Regions from separate parts of the Arachis hypogaea genome. Here region 1 is linked to region 2. A link is a contact called in public Hi-C data. All regions are on one chromosome and are shown on one strand. The core of a region is the stretch at or near the end of the contact, and the rest is flanking DNA. Distances in the headings are between cores, read along the strand shown. Region 1 overlaps LOC112750581 (T-complex protein 1 subunit beta). Region 2 holds the start of LOC112750576 (tetraketide alpha-pyrone reductase 2).

Region 1 (3,651 bases), core at 489-2,988, 390 kb before region 2:
GCTGGAATTTTGGCTATTGAGCATGCTGATTTCGATGGTATTGAGCGTCTGGCTCTGGTAACTGGTGGTGAGATTGCATCAACATTTGACAATCCTGAGTCTGTTAAGCTTGGGCAATGTGACCTTATTGAGGAGATTATGATTGGTGAGGATAAGCTGATTCATTTTTCTGGCGTTGCAATGGGTCAGGCATGTACAATAGTTTTGAGAGGAGCTAGGTACTTCTTACTCTTGTTATTTTAAAGTTCCTGATTGATGTTCATGACCACAAGCCCATAGTAGTTTCTAAACTATATGCATATGAGCAGACATCTGTTTTCTAACAAGAATGAATTTTTTATTTGATTTATGCTCGAACTCTGATATATCTACTTCTATGGCAGCCACCATGTTCTCGATGAGGCTGAGAGGTCATTGCATGATGCCTTGTGTGTGCTGTCTCAGACTGTGAATGACAGCAGGGTGCTGCTTGGAGGTGGATGGCCGGAGATGGTGATGGCAAAGGAAATTGATGAACTGGCCAGGAAAACTCCTGGAAAGAAGTCTCTTGCTATTGAGGCGTTCTCTCGAGCACTCTTGGCTATCCCAACAATCATTGCTGATAATGCTGGTTTGGACAGTGCTGAGTTGATCTCTCAGCTCCGGGCAGAGCACCAGAGCGAGGGATGCACTGCAGGAATTGATGTTATCTCTGGTTCCGTAAGTACTGAAACTAAAATTTTATATACCTGATATTTATTTCCATTAGCACCATTTTTTAATTGCTCATTATATTGTATGATAGCATCATGTCATTCTTTTTCTCTTGGGTCAGTTGCTACAAGATGCACACATGCTAGTATATCTTAGAAATTATTTGACTTGATTGTAAAATTTATAATATCTCCCCTTGTCATTTTATACTGATACGGATAGAATTCTGATTGCCCCAGTTTATATCAATTTGATAGTTTGGTATTAAAACGTGTCACATTTAAATTTCCAGTTGTAAAGAAATATCTATCTTCGGGTATGCTAATTGCGTTAAGATTTTCGCTTTTCAATAACTTATGTATACATAACATGGGTATGAGAGCTGGACCATACCAAAGTTGTATTCGTAGAAAAACATCTGCAGGCTGCTAGCTTGATTTGCATCCTTTTGTATTTCTTATTGGTTAACGTAATTTGATCTATGTTGTATTTCTTGAAGGTTGGAGACATGGCTGCACGCGGAATATGTGAGGCGTTTAAAGTTAAGCAGGCTGTATTGCTATCTGCAACCGAAGCAGCTGAGATGATACTTAGAGTTGATGAGATCATCAGTTGTGCTCCAAGGAGGAGAGAAGACAGAATGTGAAAAATCATCTGAGGATCCAACAGATGCTTGGCATAATACATTACCAATTTTATGACATTCTACGGTTTCGTTTGATTGGGGCTGGTTGTAGGATAGAGAGAAGTGGGGATTACGTGGTGTTGTGTTGAGCCATTACTCAAGTGAAACCATTTACTTCGGGTATCTGCAATTAGGTATCAAACTTGTTGACTTTGTAATTTTGAGTTCCTTGTCTTTTACTTTATCCTTGAAAATTTTAGTCTTCTGTTTATTTTCCTTTAACTTGTCTTATTCATGATATCGTATTAATCATTTATTTTTTGTGCGAAAAAGTTTAGGCTTACTATTAATAACATTGGTGTGGGTTCCTTTTTTGTTTTGGTCAAAGAGTAGGTTTGATGTTTCAAGATGTAGCTTGTCGTAGCTTCCTATGACTTTTGAGGAACCTCAGCGATGCTAAAAAATGAATTCCTGTTCAAGTTTCCTAATATCCATCAACCATTATAATTATAATTAACAAAGCCCTGTTCAAGGAAATTGAGAACCTTTGCTTAGAAGGCCCGAACCAACTGTTCCATGTAACAAACTACAATGTTGTCTTGTTGTATATGAATCAAGCTATTCTAAAGTGAAGAGATTGGTAAAGTAGTAAAATCAGAGGTTAATCACTCTTAAATTAAGATAAAAGTTATAAATTTAATAATTAATTTTTTAATTTATTATTTTATCAATTTTTTCATTTTAAAATGTCTTCTTTCGTAGAATTTATGTAATGAAGCAGAAGTAGAAGCAAGGAGCTGATCTGAGATCATGGTGAATAAGTTTACACAATATGTTGATTACACTAAATACAGATTAAGGTAAGTACATAACTACATATTGTATTATCCTATCATATTAATCAAGGAAAGAGAGGATTTAGCCACCACTGTTAAAGTGAAGTTTGTTAGAAACAATGAACCTTCTTAAATTTGAAAGAGATTTGAATGTATTCAACATTTCTCTATTTACTACTTAGAGAAATTTTAAATTTTAAACTATAAACCTTAAACCTCAAAATTTAAACACTCCTTCCCTTCAATTATATATAAATATACCCAATACTCCCTTTACTATAAATTAAGTGCAATAGAAACAGTAGTAGAATAGAGAAAGACAGTGAAGAAGTGGAGAAGAGAAAGCATTAAATATATTTTTTTGGAGTTTCACCTTGACTAATTGGGATCCGATTCGAATCGTGCAACTAAATGTTGTGGGCGAGTCTCCTAACGAGAATAACTGCATATACAGGACTTCGAACTCGACACCTACTTAAGCTAATCCTGCGTTGCTTATCATGCGGACCAATCCTTGTTGGTAGATCATTAAATGTAATTTTGTAAAGATTTTATTCTATTTAATTTCAACAGTTTTCTATCATTTTCTTTAATTCATCAAACATTTAAATTTTAAAATTATGTGATATCGAAGAGTACACTTTAGTAACAACTAGTATTTTTGCCAATGAATTATAACTCAAATAGCATAGTCTTCTTATACTCACTTAGATTATATGTTCGAGTCTCACTCCAATCTTTGAAAAAAAAATTAGTATTTTTTTTTTATAGATTTTGGCAGAATAAAATTTATAAAATCAAACTATTTTTATAAAAAAATTGTAGGAGACAAAAGTTTTAGTCAGTTAAAAAAATCAGGATCTCTGTAGATAAATAAAATCAAATATTTTTTAGTTATTATTTTCATGTGAAAGAGTTTAATTTTTCATTAAAAATTAATTTTAACATTCATTATCTAAATCTTGAAAGAATTTAATGTTTATATTTTATACTTTTATATTTGATTAGGTGTTAATTCTATTGCACAAATAAAAAAAATTAATTTTTATTCTCATGATTTAAAATATATATATTTTTACTCTTTACATATATAAAAATATAGTTAGATTTTAGTATGAAATAAATTATATTGATAGTTATAAAATTAACTCAATTAATTTTTTTTGAAACAATTGAATCTTAATTCTAATTATTAATCACAACATTAGTATTCTCTCCAAATTATATGTAATAAATATTTGAAAGAAAAGAAGTAAAAATATAAATTAGAAAGATAAATAGTGAAAATTTGAAACTAAATATAAAAACTAAAAAAGTATGTATATAATAATATATTTTTTATATAAAATAATATTATGAGATATTTTTAATTATATTTAAATATAAATTTAATGTATTTTTTATAATTTTATAAATTTGTTTGAATTATTATTTTATTAATTTTATTTTTGGTAGAACTGAAATGTAGAGAAAGATAGAAAATGAGAAAAAATAGAG
Region 2 (3,800 bases), core at 190-2,689:
TTGCCTGCAACATATTTCAAATCTTCAAATGAATTTACAAAAGAATTAAATTGTGCTTCCTAAATTTATAGTAGAGTTTGGTTTGAATATAATACGTTTCCCTAGTTTTATTTTATTCTCACCAACCTTAGAAGTTAAAACAACTTATTTTCCAAGTAACAACGTGACCAAGACATAATAAGTAAGTGCATAATCAGATGAACCCCTTCAACAAAAGGTGAGACAAATAACAACTAACTAATAGAGCAATAATGATTCTTAAATATAATCTAGTTTTTTGGTGTCAAAAACTCCACAAATTAATCGATCTTTTATGATGGAGTTCATTAATTCAATCCACCAACAAATTAATCGGTAATGTTAGGGAAACACAAAAAAGTCAAAACTTATCTTATTTAACATTCATTAATTTTAACAATAATTAATAAATATTAAATGAGACAACTTTTAGCTATTTTTGGTTAATTCTTTTTTTGTTACCAAATATTTCTGCAAATTAAAATAGACTATTAAAACATTGGTATATCCATATTTTGACACCAAAAAGTGGGTTCTTGTATCGTTAATACACCTATTAATTTATATTTTTCATTAAATATTAAGAATAACAACAAATGTGAGATTAATATTTTGCCTTTCCTTCCAGTTTTAGAAATACAAATTTATATATATAAAAAAGTATTTTCTTTTTTAATTTTTGAAAAAATTGTACCAAACCTCTTTTAATGTTCTTTTACACATAGATGATATATTATTGGTTTTTTAGTTTTAGCCATAAAGAACAAAAAGTTGATTAAGCTTAAGGAGATAGAATATTGAAGGAATTGAAGGAGACCTGAACGTTGTTATCATAAGGAACTAGCACTGGAGATGCTGTATGAAAGACACCATCAACCCCTTCCACTGCCTCATCAAAGTTCCCTTCCACCAATAAATCCGCTTTAAAAATCTTTAATCTCTCTTTAGCTCCACTCAATTCCCTTAGAAAGCCAACCTTCTCCACATCATCTGATCAAATATTAAGTAACATATTAGAAATCAAACTATAGCATAAAATAAAAATAAAAAAAGCAAGTGAATCCTTAGAATTAAAAGTGTCACCTGGGTTTCTCACGGTGGTCCTCACAGTGTGACCCTTTTCTAGTAAGGCTTTGATAAGGTAAGCTGCGATGAAACCGGTGCCCCCAGTCACGCAGAATTCAGGCATTTCTCTGTTATCGTTTAATCTGATTTCTTTTCTGTTGTCTTTGTAACTCTTGACTTTTAGCAGCAGTTTGTGATCTTTGTTGGTCTTATGTAGTATCGGATTAGGTCTACCGATCAAGTGAATAGATGAACTCCATAGCCCAACTTTGTGAAGGTTGGAGAGTCACGTGAGTTTCATTCCACTTAGATTCCAATTTGGTTTATGACAGATGTGTCACACCACAACTGTCAGCTAGTTGGTTTAAAAATTAATTCATTATAAATTTAAATTTTATTTAAAATTTGTTATTTGATCAATAAATTACTATATTTATAAGATTGAATTTAAAATTTTAACTTATTTAAATAGAATAATAAATTAATGAATAAAGTAAATTTTTTATTTCTAAAGTTTTTAAAATTTTTTAAAATTATTCCTTACATTTAATTATGTTCAATTTTATTCTTAACGTTTAAAATAAATTTCAATTTTATTTTTGTTAATTTTTTGGTAGTCAACTAATAGTCAAATTATTTTATCCAATTTTACCCTTATTTCCTATCTCAACTCCATCTCTACTCACTCTTAAGTCCTACCTCCATCACTGTCAACAACAACATTCTCTGCACCAAATGCTTTTTCTTTCTCTCTATCTTTTTATATTGTTATATTGTTGAATCAAGTTCCAAATTCATCAATTATAAAAAAATTTTACCCAAAAGGAATGATTCACCCGCCACCGCCCATCATCTCCAACCAACTCTCTTTCTTATTGGCCGCCATCCTCACCCTGCCACTCTCATGCCAGAAGATTGGCAGTTGATGAATCCACATTTGATAATAATTTTTGGCTTGAAATGAGTGGTTTTCATCACATAAACATGCATTTATTCATTTAAATAATATGTTTTTGTGAATTCTCTCTCAATTATACCTAATTGTTAAAAACATGCTTTTTGTGCTCTAAATTATCAAATTAATTCTACTTTTATTCCATTCGATACCTTGATATGTTTAAGTGATTTCAGGATCAATAGGCAAGAATGGCTTTGAAGAGTGGAGAAAAAGCATGCAAAGTAGAAGAATTCATAAAAAAACAAAGGAGAAGGACATTCGGATGCGTGCGTATGCACATAATGGTACGTATGCACAGGTGTGAAGAATTAGCTGGCACTTGTGTGTATGTATAAGTGGGAAAATTGGCAAGTATGCGTACGACACAATAGTGCTTACGCACGGGTCTGAGCGCGTGTCTCATTTAAAAAGTCACGTGCTATGTATTTTGGAGGCCTCTTTTGGCTCAATTTTGATACCCTGAAGCCAATTTTAAGCATACTCTTAGAGAAAAACAAGAACACATTACCATATGATCATTTTACAAATTTTGACTAGATTTTCATAATTTTTTTAGAGAGAGAAACTCTCACTTCTTTCTAGGATTTATTAGAGTTTATACAATTTACACTTTAATTTTGAAATTTAGCTTGTCTCAATTGTAAGTTGTTCTTAATTTTCTCGTCCTTTCATTCCTTTGCACTATACTTAGATTCTTTTTATAATTAAGGTTATTTTGTTGGTATATGCACTTGTGAATTCTTGAGTTTCATATTAATGAATTTGATATTTGAGGTTTATATATGCTTGATTGAATTGTTAGTATTGATCGTTTGGCTATAGTTTTTATTAAATTTTATAATTCACTATGTTTTATTACCATGCCCACTAAGTATTTATTGAAATGCTCATTTTGAATATGGAGTAGATTTTCATTCCTTGGTTTGGGGATTGAAGAACTAGGATACTAGAGTCATTAATGTCCAACATTGAATGGTAGTTTTGGGTTGTTAGTTGATCTTGTTTCCACTAACACTAGCTTTTTATTAAGCTTAATTAGTAAGTTAGATAGAATTTGTGGATTAAGACCAATTATCCATCCATTTGAACAATTGAAATAACTCCCTTTTTGTCATATCCTCTAGGAGATTGTCTACAAAGATCATAGAGAAAATCATCTCCAACCGTCTAAACAAAGATCTTGTTGCCTCTGTCGACGCTCCCAATCCTATTCCTTCTCCGCATGTAAATACTAGTTATCTTAATTCTAGTGAGTGATTATTTAGTTCAATTGATTTTATTATTTTATATCAACTTGAATTAGTTTCATTTTTTTTTAATTTTAAAATTTCTTCAAATCTTCTATGATTACAACTTAATCAATTTGCCTTTCAATTCCACCGATTTTTTAATTTTTTTAAAATTATTTTTCTCATATTTCAAATTCTTATTTTCTCACATCCAAAACTATCATAGCTACAACTCTATAAATTTTTCCATATTTAAAAATCTAGACATCCACATCCTTAGTTCTCCTCTAAGATGAAAATTACAAAATCAAAATTTAGAATTTGAATACCTAGTAATCAAAATTTCATAAACGACTACATGTCTAAATTTTAGAATTCAAACGAAAACGAATACTAAATTTAGATATCTAGAATAGAAAACAAACACATTGTGATATTTTTCAATTCATGATACAAAAGTAGTTCACACAATAACTTGTTTTTGGTTGCATAACAGGACATAAGGCCCAAAAGAAGAATAAAACTAATAT

What was found. Hi-C and Micro-C count contacts between places; a contact is called where the count stands out from the background.
Region 1: a contact with region 2 is called in a Hi-C map of leaf, with 2.3 times the contacts expected there. The contact joins the enhancer-like site here to the promoter of LOC112750576 in region 2. A contact is called at or near these places in 2 of 8 Hi-C or Micro-C datasets (leaf and an unstated tissue).

Annotation. Positions count from the first base shown.
Region 1 is chr15:124,024,203-124,027,853 of arahy.Tifrunner.gnm2.J5K5, reverse strand. LOC112750581 (T-complex protein 1 subunit beta) reads left to right here. Exons shown (of 13, transcript XR_011872213.1): 10 at 1-218; 11 at 384-699; 12 at 1,193-1,512; 13 at 2,081-2,377. Among protein-coding and RNA genes, the nearest start is that of LOC112750581, 6.0 kb to the left of the region's middle. Within about 2 kb of position 1,738, at least 1 of the 3 cell types and tissues checked has open chromatin away from gene starts, as enhancers often do.
Region 2 is chr15:123,630,640-123,634,439 of arahy.Tifrunner.gnm2.J5K5, reverse strand. LOC112750576 (tetraketide alpha-pyrone reductase 2) reads right to left here and starts at 1,439. Exons shown (of 7, transcript XM_072216724.1): 1 at 1,102-1,439; 2 at 836-1,008; 3 at 1-4. The coding sequence starts at 1,207.